Regions from separate parts of the Callithrix jacchus genome. Here region 1 is linked to region 2. A link is a contact called in public Hi-C data. All regions are on one chromosome and are shown on one strand. Each heading gives the region's core, a stretch centred on a gene start, on an enhancer-like site or on the middle of the called end of the contact. The rest is flanking DNA. Distances are from core to core; before and after follow the strand shown.

What was found. A called contact is a pair of places that touch in the nucleus more often than the background predicts.
Region 1: a Hi-C map of skeletal muscle shows a contact between it and region 2, with 2.9 times the contacts expected there. The contact joins the promoter of GHR here to the enhancer-like site in region 2. A contact is called at or near these places in 2 of 3 Hi-C or Micro-C datasets (both in skeletal muscle).

Annotation. Positions count from the first base shown.
Region 1 is chr2:163,169,143-163,174,383 of calJac240_pri, reverse strand. It overlaps GHR (growth hormone receptor), which reads left to right and starts at 1,482. Exons shown (of 11, transcript XM_035291616.3): 1 at 1,482-1,711.
Region 2 is chr2:163,094,239-163,099,659 of calJac240_pri, reverse strand. All of the region lies in intron 1 of GHR (growth hormone receptor), which reads left to right. Among named protein-coding and RNA genes, the nearest start is that of GHR, 76 kb to the left of the region's middle. Within about 2 kb of position 3,964, at least 3 of the 16 cell types and tissues checked have an H3K27ac peak or open chromatin away from gene starts, as enhancers often do. A contact at or near this core is called in skeletal muscle, where this site is marked.

The DNA of each region.
Region 1 (5,241 bases), core at 233-2,732, 77 kb before region 2:
CTTATTCTTAAACGGGATAGAACAAGAGCACTTCAAGATCAATACCATCCTATCCCATGATAAAACATGTACCTTTTAGAATCTTTTCTTCTTTGTTCATTCTAGGTGTCTGTCTGGAACAGCTGGGGTATTTGAGCCACAGCTGAGCTTCTGAAAGCATTCTAAGGAAAGTTTTTCACTTATTTGATTTCTTTGAAAACAGGGTTGTCTTATGTGATATCTGCTATCCCAGAGTCTTTGGTTCTCTGTTCCTTCTTAAGTCTTGGCCCCCAGGTACTACTTCAGTGCCCTATAGATATGTTAGTCTAAAGATAAGAAACTTGGTTACTTTAAGTTGTTGTTTAAACATTTCTCTCTGGGTATAAACTTGGCTTTGTGTCTGGAAGCTCTGTTAAAAAAAAAAGAAAAAAGAAAAGCTTTAGTAAACCAAAGCTGTTAGAAGCATATAGGTAAGTGACATTACAATTGACAGTAAATTGTGCAAAGATCGCTTGACTAGCTATGCTTTCAGATCTGAGACAATCCGGAGCTGGACTTCTGTACTCTGCTCAGAAAAGCATGTAGTGACTCGGGGTTTGATGCTGTACAAAAATGACATACTTATGCACAACTTTAACTTTCTGCCGCACTTTTACAACTTCTTGTCTTGCTTTATTTTCCTAAGAGTGGGATGAAGTAGGCAGGGCTTGCATTTGACAGATGCACTATGTCTGGGCTGCGGCAGAGTTAAAATACTTTCCCTGGAAGTTCCCTCAGGAACTTCAGGTTGCGGCCTGTGTCTGCTCTTCCTTCATCCCTGTCCTCTGGCAGATACCTCTCTGCTAACTTGTTGCGTGTCTTGGTAAATTACTTAATCTGTCTTCTAACCTCGACAATAAAGCCCTTCGTAGTTTTAACTATCTTTTCACTGTGCCCCAGTGAGCGGAAGCTTGGAACTTGATTGCCGATGGAGAGGCAATATTTGGATGGCTAAACACGGTTTCCAAGCTACCAGGCTGATCTTCCTCCCATTCCTGGAGATACTAACCTTTTTAAGTGTTAGTATCTAAGCGTTTCTTTGAGTCTATGGACTGTACTTAACGCTCCTGTAGGTCCTGCCTTCATTTGGGAATCCGGGCAGGCAGAGAGGAAGGAAGTGTATTGCAACTACCAATATTTTCCTCTAGGAGGAGCCGCGCAGCCCAGATGAGAGTGACACGCACCAACTCCAGCTCCTCTCGGGGAAGACTTCATCCCAGCTCCCTGGAATGCTTGGCCCCGGCAGCACTCGCCCTTTCCGCAGTGGTTCTCGAACTGGCCTCCCTGAACGTCCGCGTCCCCTCGCTTCTGCAGCCTGGATCTGGGGGAAGGCAGGCCAGGCCCGGCGTGACCCCTGGTGAACGGTAGCCGCCTTTTTCCACCCCTGCACTCCCATCCTCCCTTCCCGTTTCACCCCGCCCCCTCTCTCCTCCCCAAGCCTGACAGCCCGCGAGCTGCCAAGCAGGGCGCAGCCATGGGAAGAGGAGGAGGTCTAGGGAGCGGCGGCGGCGGCGGCGGCAGCGGCAGCGGCGGCTGCTACGGTGGCGGTGGCGGCGGCGGCTGCTGCTGAGCCCGGGCGGCGGCGGGGACCCCGGGCAGGGGCCACGCGGGCTGGAGGCCCCGGCACCATCGGCCCCAGCGGCCCCATCGCAGACGCGAACCCGCGCTCTCTCTCCAGAGGCAAAGCTCGGAGGTACTGGAGTGTGGCTGCGGGAGTCGGGCTTTTATTTTCCTCCTGTTGTGTCAGGGGGCCTGAGAGTGAACCCTGAGACTCTAGCTGTTTATGAAAATGGGAGACTCTGTCTGATATATTTACACGGATAATTTTTAATTCCGGATGACTTGGGGGTTGACTGTGCTCGCCTCCTCCTTGCGAAAAAGCTGTTTTCTGCTGGTGGGTTGTGGTAACCCAATCTTGTGTGTGTGTGTGTGTCTGGAAGTTGGTGGGGGCGGCAGGGAGTTGCGGGCGACAGACCAACCATCCCACTCTGGCGCCTGCTTCGGCCCGTGAGTAGGGTGCGTAGAGGGGTTTCCTCCGGAGACAGTTTTGTTAAAGTCATAGAAGTTTTGCGAGAGTGTTTCTGTTTGCCATCATCAGCCTGGCTGAGGCAGAAACTGCCGAGGCTGCTGCTGCTGCGCGGGGAAGGATCCCGGGCAGCGCGACTGGAGAGACTCGGGAGGTCTGGTTGCGCGTGTGGACACAGCGCTCAGAGCGCGCAGCCTTTTGCGCGTTTATGCGGGCTGCAGCCGCGCATTGGCACGGTTGGAGCTGGGGTCAGTAGAGTCACGGCCACCAGTCCGCATGAACTGAGGTAAGTGGAAATTGTGGCGAGCCGACCTCCTCCAGCCTCTGACACACTCGCGGTTGTAAAATCAACCAAGTTCAAAGTTTTGACAGAACTGCCAGAGGCTGCGGGTCAGTGGGGTGGCCGCGTGTCTAGGGAGAGGGTGCTGGCGGCGCAGAGGGTGCAGGGCAGCGTCACCCACTTGCGAGTGCGTGAGGAAGTCTATTTGGGGTGAGTGCTTTATATATAGCTCGGGGAAATATCTGCTGGGATCAAGCTGCGTGGGTTCGCGGTCTGGTGTGGACTGTGTGTCCTGAATGAGTGTACGTGTTCGCTGTGTGTGCGCGCGCGAGTGTGCGTCCGGGGAGGCGTGTTGGCGCCTGAGCCAGTAGGGTGTGCAGGGTGGAAGAGGCCACAGAGGTGCCGCCTGCCTGTTTGTGCCGCCAGGAGACCTTGGAAGGGACAGAGAAAGGTAACGGGAGGCCAAAGGATTGGGAAGTCCTAGTAGTTTCTGCATAGGATTAAGTACTAAGTGCTTTAAAATAACTAAATGCATTGGGCCGACGGCTGGAAGTGAGGGTTTGGATAGTTCTCAGGAGAACTGCCTGGGAGAGTTTGCGGGGAGGGGGAGGGGACGAGGGGGGGAGGGAGGGTGTCTAAGAGATGTGTAATATGTATGAGTACAGAACTTCGGAGACAGAGACAGGTTGGATCCGTGAGTTTGAGATTTTTCAGGGTGCTGCTGTCCACATTCCAGGGACTGGCTGGTTTCAGAGGTGTTCAGGCTCCCTGGTGTGTGTACCTAAGAAGACACTCGGTTTTTCTTGCAGACATGGAATATTGTGGCAGCCCAGGCTCTGTTTCCTGAGCAACTGGTGTTCCAGGCTAGGTTCCACCTGCATCACCCTGGAAGTCCTTTTTTCTGGTGATAAATGTTGAAACAATTCCAGAAATTAAAATGCTGGATAGAAACAAAACTGCTGCAGCAGACAGTATTGTTGGTTCCATTTATTCAGTGATTCGGAACTCTTCTTTTGAGAAAAGCAAAGCTCATTGTTCCCAGATTAAATTTCAAAGGGTCTCCAGTTATTTACAGTTTCCCTTCAGAGGGCCTTTGGATGGGGCTGGAAGGATGTATTTTGGCTTAGAGACCTTTGAAAAATATTATGTGTAGCTTAAAGGGTTGTCCCATCGCTCGTCATCTTCTTCCACCCTTATAAACTTTATTTTGCATTAATTTAAGGAAAGTTGGTGAGTCAACATTTAGCTTTATTTTTATTGGAGTAAATATATCACAGTGAAATTATAGTTGTGGTCTCCTGAAGGCCATGGAATGCCAGCACTTACTTAATGGGCAAAGGTGTAAAATGAAAGTCTATAAATGCAATGACAAAGTGATGACACAAGTGCATTCTTTTTTCAAACTGAGTATAACTGTGCTCACAAATATTTGTTCTAGCCAGGGTTTGGGCCCATGTTTTTTATTATTAGTTTTTAAAAAACAGACTCCACATCATAAACCACTTAAAATGGATACTACAAGCCTCCTCTATGCTATCTCTGGCGCCTGCTTAAACAGATGTTTACAGTGCTTGGTAACCTATGGTATTGTCATGTTGAGTATCTTGTTAGCTCAGGACATAATGTTTATAGCATAATATAATAAATGGAACCACCGTTGCAGCCTGCTTCTTCCAAGTGCATGAAGCAAATCTTTCAGCATGGAAACCAGTCTTACTGTTGGTCCAACTTGGCTAGCCTTTTTTGACTACTAGTAAGCATTGTTAATGTAAAGATAAACGTGAATGATGCAGTGAGAAAGTGGGACAGTAAATTGTTTAGCTTAGTAAAAAAAGCATGGGTTATGCTTTTTAAATCTGCTAACCTGAAGATTATACTTCTCAGGTCATACCACTGGTAAATTGTACAACTATGGGAACTTGGTTTGCTTTTAAAGAACAATTTTTTAAAAACATATCACTAATAAAAATAACTTACATTTCTTAATGTGTTTACATATGTCCATACAAGCCAATACTTTTTCTTCTTTAAAACAAAAACCCTATAATTTCTGTAGTAATGATTTAAATATTATGAGCATTCAAATCACCTAATCACCTTTTCAATCTTCAGTTGATACGAATCGAAGTTTGGTAAGACTGGAGTCATCCCTCAGCCAATCATGTAAACAAGACGGTACAGAATGTCTTTCTGGCAAGTTATTTTTTTCAACCTGGAACAAATAATGTAAATAATATGTCCCATAAAATAATTACTTAGGATGATAATCTCTTTAGAGGTAATTATCTGGCACATGAACCTCCATCTGTGAAAATGGGCCAGTCTATCTCTTCTTGGAAATAGTCAACTGGAAATCTCCCTTTTTCATCAGCCAGTCCATTCTAGGAGAGATTCATTTGTAGAAAGTTCTGCCTTATACTGGATCAACATTTTCTTCCATCCTCTTGCCTATCCTTCAGGAGCTGACCACAATTAATCTAATCTCTCTTCCCTTTGTTTACCATACTTGAAAACAAACATTATGCTCCTTGCTGAATCCTCTTTTGCATACTCTTCCAGTGATTTCTCACCCACTGTAGGGTTAAACCCTCCTCTGCCTTGAATCATATGCCCTTGATTCTACATTCTCATTGTATTAGTCTGGTCTCATGCTGCTAATAAAGACATACGCGAGACTGTGTCATTTATAAAGAAAAAGAGGTTTAATGGACTCACAGTTCCACATGGCTGGGGAGGCCTCATAGTCATGGTGGAAGGTGAAGGAGGAGCAAAGGCATGTCTTAAGTGGCAGCAAGCAAGAAAGTGTGTGCCCGGGAACTGTCTTTTGTAGAACCATCAGATCTCCTGAGACTTAATCACTATCATGAGAACAATATGGGAAAAACTCACCCCCTGATTCAATTAACTCCTACTGGGT
Region 2 (5,421 bases), core at 2,715-5,214:
TTATTTGCAGCAGAGGAACACTTTACATATAAAGAAGAGGAGAAAGCAAAGCAGTTACACCAATACTCAGTGCTCTTGGGGCCAGCAGTGAGGGGGCCTTCCCCCTTTGCAGGAAATATATTTGGGCCTTATGTTCTGCTACAGCCCCAGGTCCTTACCACATATCTGTCTTGTGTCCTATTTTTCTGCTTTAAGAGTCAAAGATTGAAATTCTTATTGGTGTTTCCCATTCATTCCTAATTTACTTTGGCCTTCATGTGGAGCCATCATGCTGTGGCCCATGAAGTATGTTATTCACTTAAACTTATTTATCTTAAGCTTTTAGAAATAAGGTTGCATTATTTGACTTTCCTTACTTGTCACAGTTTACATTAATGTTGGAACATTTGAGTTTTCAGCGGTACATGATAGTACTGTTTCTAATGGTTTCTAACGTTATAGGAATGCCTCACTTTCTCATTTCATCCCTTTCTCTCTGTTGGTTTTGATTTTAAGCCCCCTGGTTGTTTCATGGCAATGATTATTGGTGAGGGTAGTGTCTATTAACAAGTGTTTCTTGTTCAGTTTTGCGTAGTTTCAATGTCTTTTAAAGCAAGGATTGCCAAACCACAGGCCACCTGTTTTCGGAGATGCCATTTAATTGGACCACTGCCATACCCATTCATTTATATATCATCTATGGCTCCTTTCTCACTACAAGGGCAGAATTTAGTAGTTAAAACATAGACTTTATGTACCTTCACCTCATAACCTAGAATATTTACTATCTGACTCTTTACAGAAAAAGTATTTGCTGATTTCTGCTTTGAAGAAGAGGAAGTCATCAGATTCATACAGTGCCAAAGAACTGCTGGCTACAAAAGACATATTGTAGAATTCTACAATTTTCTTAAAGAGTGGAAAACATTGGAAAAGAGTCACCTGTTTATAGGTGATTTACATTTCTGTATGTATCAAGTTAATGTATGTGTTTGTAGGCTGAGGAAGGAACGGTAGACCTTCTCTCTGTCTCAGTATCTTCAGGCCCTGAAGTCATACAATCAGTGGATTGCTTTTCCTCTTCACTTTTCCATTTTGCCATAATTTTGCCAAGGGGACAGACATTGGAAGTGGGTAAATATTTTGAGCTAGAAGAGCATATGAATACTTCTTGATAGTTACTTTATCTCAGATGTTCTTAGGTTCTCTGTAGTGAAGGTCACACCTTCTCTGTGTCTTAGCCTGGCTACTTACCTTGGGTTCCTGCTGCTCAGCTTAAAGGAATCTCTTTCATATGCCTAGAGCCTTGTTTATACAGTTCAGGTCTGTGCCAGTTGACACCAAGTCAAAAAGCACTTTAGACAGAAGCCTGCTATGAAAGTGCTACCTAGTAGCAAGTAAGTCTGGCTTAATTTCCCCTTGAGTCTGGAGATCTAATTGGAAGGATAAAAGAGAGAAAGGGATGATTTATTTGTTGACTGGATTGACTACTTTATATTAGTAATTATGAGGCAATTCTACCCATATTATCTCATCTAAATTCCCATGAAAACCCTACAAGGGTGGTAATATACTTAGGAAAACTGAGACTCAGAGACATTAAGTAAATTGCAAAGTCCCCATGCTATAAGCATTATAGTCTCATAGCAAATGTCATAAGCTTCTTCTAGCTTTTTCCTCAATGCTCACAAAATGGTTAGAGGAGATCCAAGCATCATGTTTCTAGATAAGAAGAAGGTACAGAGTAAAAGGCAAAAGGTAAATGGACAAGCCAGCCAAGTTTGTTCTCTTTGCAAGATGTTTTACATGGTAACTTCAGCTTATATCTCATTAGTCTGCATCTTAGGATCATCTCTTTTTGCAAGGGAACCTGGAAAATGTAGAAATGTGTTTGTGTTAAGCTGGGCACCTTTCCACCGCCATAAAAATGTGCTCTATAGGTACAGAAGCTGGAGAAAATCATTATTAATAGGCAACTTAAAGTCTCTGTTTCAAGAGGTCATTCTGGTACCTGGGAAGATTGACAATTTCTGGTCTAAACTCTTACAGGTCTCTCTTGCCTTCATTGAAGATGAACTTGATAGAATAAAGATTATTGTTCTTCTCTAATCTCCTGGTATGAGACAGAGAGGTAACAGATGGAATGATTTCCTTCTGGCTTCCATAGCAAACCAAAACATGTGCCAGTGAAGAGTGGCAACTGGCACAAATACTTAGCAAAACGTGGGAAGAGTGTTGATGCTCTAAGTCTCCCAGCTATGTCTTGGCAGCAGGTGTCTCTGTAGATCAAGGCAGCAGTCCCTTTGGTAAGGGCATGAAGCAGGCACTCAGGACTATTGGATTGCATCAGCTTGGCAGAGAAACATGTTGCATATACTGGAGCTTTAGCTGGGTAGGTAATCGACTGCTACCCACAAGTGGAACCGCAAGTTGACTACCGTTCAGTCAGCATTACCTTTTATCTTCCAGTCACCATTCCCTGTGGCTCTTCGTTGATTGTCCACAAGCTCCAGGCCTGGGTGGTCCCTGTTGTGCTATAAGGAAAGGAGAACAGTGATGTCTCCAAAACGTAAACACTCATGTGTATAGTTTTCATGTTGATAAGGAAATGCTAGAAGGGGAACAGCTATCAGATGCCTCTGTCTTTGTCCATACCTGGCTACCCATGGCAAAGCTATTGATTTTGTTTTTTATTTTTTCTCCAGGCATAGAGTTGCAACAGAACAGTGTGTCTGTCCTAAAAACCAAGAATTCCAGCCTGCAAAAGAAAACTGAATCCACCTTGCTTGGTCACTTAGGGAATCAAGCTCGGGAAGCCTGGACATGTTTTCTGTTGCTCTGAAACAGAGGCTGAAACTTAGTTCAGATATGGTGCTTAGCTGAGGCACCATGACTAAACCTTTTTTTGAGAATGGGAGAGAGAAGATTTTAAAATGAAATGCCACAAGTGTAATGTAGTACATAAACTCAAAATATCTTTAAATATATATATTTAAAATATATTTTATTATTGTTTTTGTTAATTTAATTATAATTATTTTATTGGATTATAATCGTGAGATTATGATTATATTTCTAAATTATTTAATTAAAATTATAATTATATTTCTTAAAATAATTATTTTATTAATTTATATATGCATGTATAAAATTTATGTTTTTTCCATGTGGTTAGTTGTTGATCTAAAGGAGAAAGAGCAAGGTTGGAAAATTATCAGGTTCAGACAGTGTTTAACTGGGAGATGAGGACATCACCGAAAGAAAGGTACGGCATGTTCTACTTGTATGGATATGTTGTGATTACAAGGTGTACTCTTGCTGCCTGGTAGGGTGCCTCAGCTAACTTTAGTTTGTGATTACCAGAGTCTCTGAGACAACTCTCCAGGGTCAGTTATAGAGCTCATTTTGCTCTTGGCATGTTCCAGATCTCTTCCTATGTTCAACCTTCTGAGCAGTACAAGAACAGCTTCCTACTGTGGCATGGTATGAAGGTTTTTGAAATACTTCGGGAAATGCCTTTGACCTTGTTTTGGGCTTTGAGGATGATCTCATTCAGAAATGGGTAGAGTGTCAAAATACGGAAGGTGCTAGTAAAATAAGCACAATTCATTTAAAGAAAACAAAAACAAGACAAAACAAAACGTGTTTGGGATGGACGAGAAGCATGGCACTGCAGTTCATCCTAGATTTTAAAGTGAGAAGTGGTTGAAAGAAATGTGATATTTTTCCTAAAACATGGTTGACTATACTGTCACTTTTTGGCAATTATGTGAATAAAGAATGGGGCTAAAGACTGTCGGTGCATTTAACAAATATTTATCAAGAGCCTCCTATGAGTATCACCATTATAGGTGGTAGAGATTCCACAATGAACAAAACAGAGTCCTTTCTTACATTTTGTGAAAGGATACTGCGTCTAAACAAATATATGTTATGTCATGTAGAGATAAGTGCCATGGGGAAAAACAAAATAGGGTAAGGGGGCTAGGTGGAGCAGGATCAGACCAAGAAGTTTGTATTTTACGTAAGACTGTCAGGGAATGCCTCTCTAATTAGGTGACTTTTAAAAAAAATAGAACTGAAGAAAATAAAAGAGTGAGGCTTATGGATATTTGTGGGAAGATGTCAGAGGCTGTTTTACAAGTTACAATAGGAAACTGATTAGGACTCTTAGCAGGCTTATATATGCTTAGAATGAAAGGGATTGGGATAAAAGAAAAGAGGGGAGCTTTGGGAAAGCATTAAACTGTGGCCACAGCACTGATTTGATAAACCATAATATTGGAGTATGTGTCTGAAAATTTCTTACTTTTTTTAAGTATCAGACCCATAGCCCTAGTAATAAGCAACATGATCTTTTGTTTTAGCGTAGTTGTAATGAACATGGTATTCTTTTGGAGTTATCCTGCAAAGCATATCCAACTCAGGAAGCAATAGTTCACATGCTTTGCCCAGGATGAATGTTATTAATTTGGGTTGGAAAGTGATATGACCACATTTTGACTACTATAGGCCCTAGTCCAGATCATCAAATTTTATGCCCAAGTTTTAGTAAGAAGGGAGCTTGCTAGGCCAGACAGGAAGAAGTGGGGACAGTGTCAAAAAGGAAATGCAGAAGAGTTGAGTGTACGTAAATCCCATCTTTCCTGGCTCTATGTTGCTTCCACATCCCTCATGTGATCTTCTACCCCAGTCTTCAGTATAAGCAGTATGTTGTCCTAAGGAGATTAAGTCTTTTCCAAGCTAAGGAAATTCTAAGAATGCTGAAGACCTCAATCATAGCATCTTTCCAAAAGAGACTTACCTTATATTCTGGATCTCTTCTTTATCTCAAGAGGGTTTCTTTCTCTTTAAATGTGAAAGCAAGAAAGGTGTCTGCTAGCCCTATTAGCCCAGGTCTAGGAATTGCTCCAGATTTTCAAATGCTTAACCTTAAACACAGTCACATGTACCAGTGGAAAGTGGTTCCCATGTTTTCAAGGACAGTTAGGTTTTAACTATGCACCTCTTAGGCTTGCCCTGCTTTCAAAGTTGTTAAACATGTATGTTGGGAGCTGTTGACTGTTAGAGAAAGCAGGACTGGCTTAGGATCAGCAGAGAATATGCTTAAATTCGATTTCTTAAACTGAGGAGAATTTCTGTTCAAGCCCAGTCCTTGAACTGCTGTATCAAGAAGCAAGAAAGTGCTTCTTAAAAACGGATGGCATCTAGTTACAAGGCATTACTTGAGCAATTTGGTGCACATTTTCCTTGCCTAAGTGTTTATGTTTTTTTTTTTTTTTTTTGCTTTTACAAGTAATATTTTTTTAAATGCTATCATACACTCAGCAAACATTTTTGAGCATGTACACAATGCCCAGCCCTGTGTCATGCATGTTAAAAAAAATAGGTAACACTATATCTGTGCGTGTGGAATTAATACATTTGTTAAAAAAGATAAGA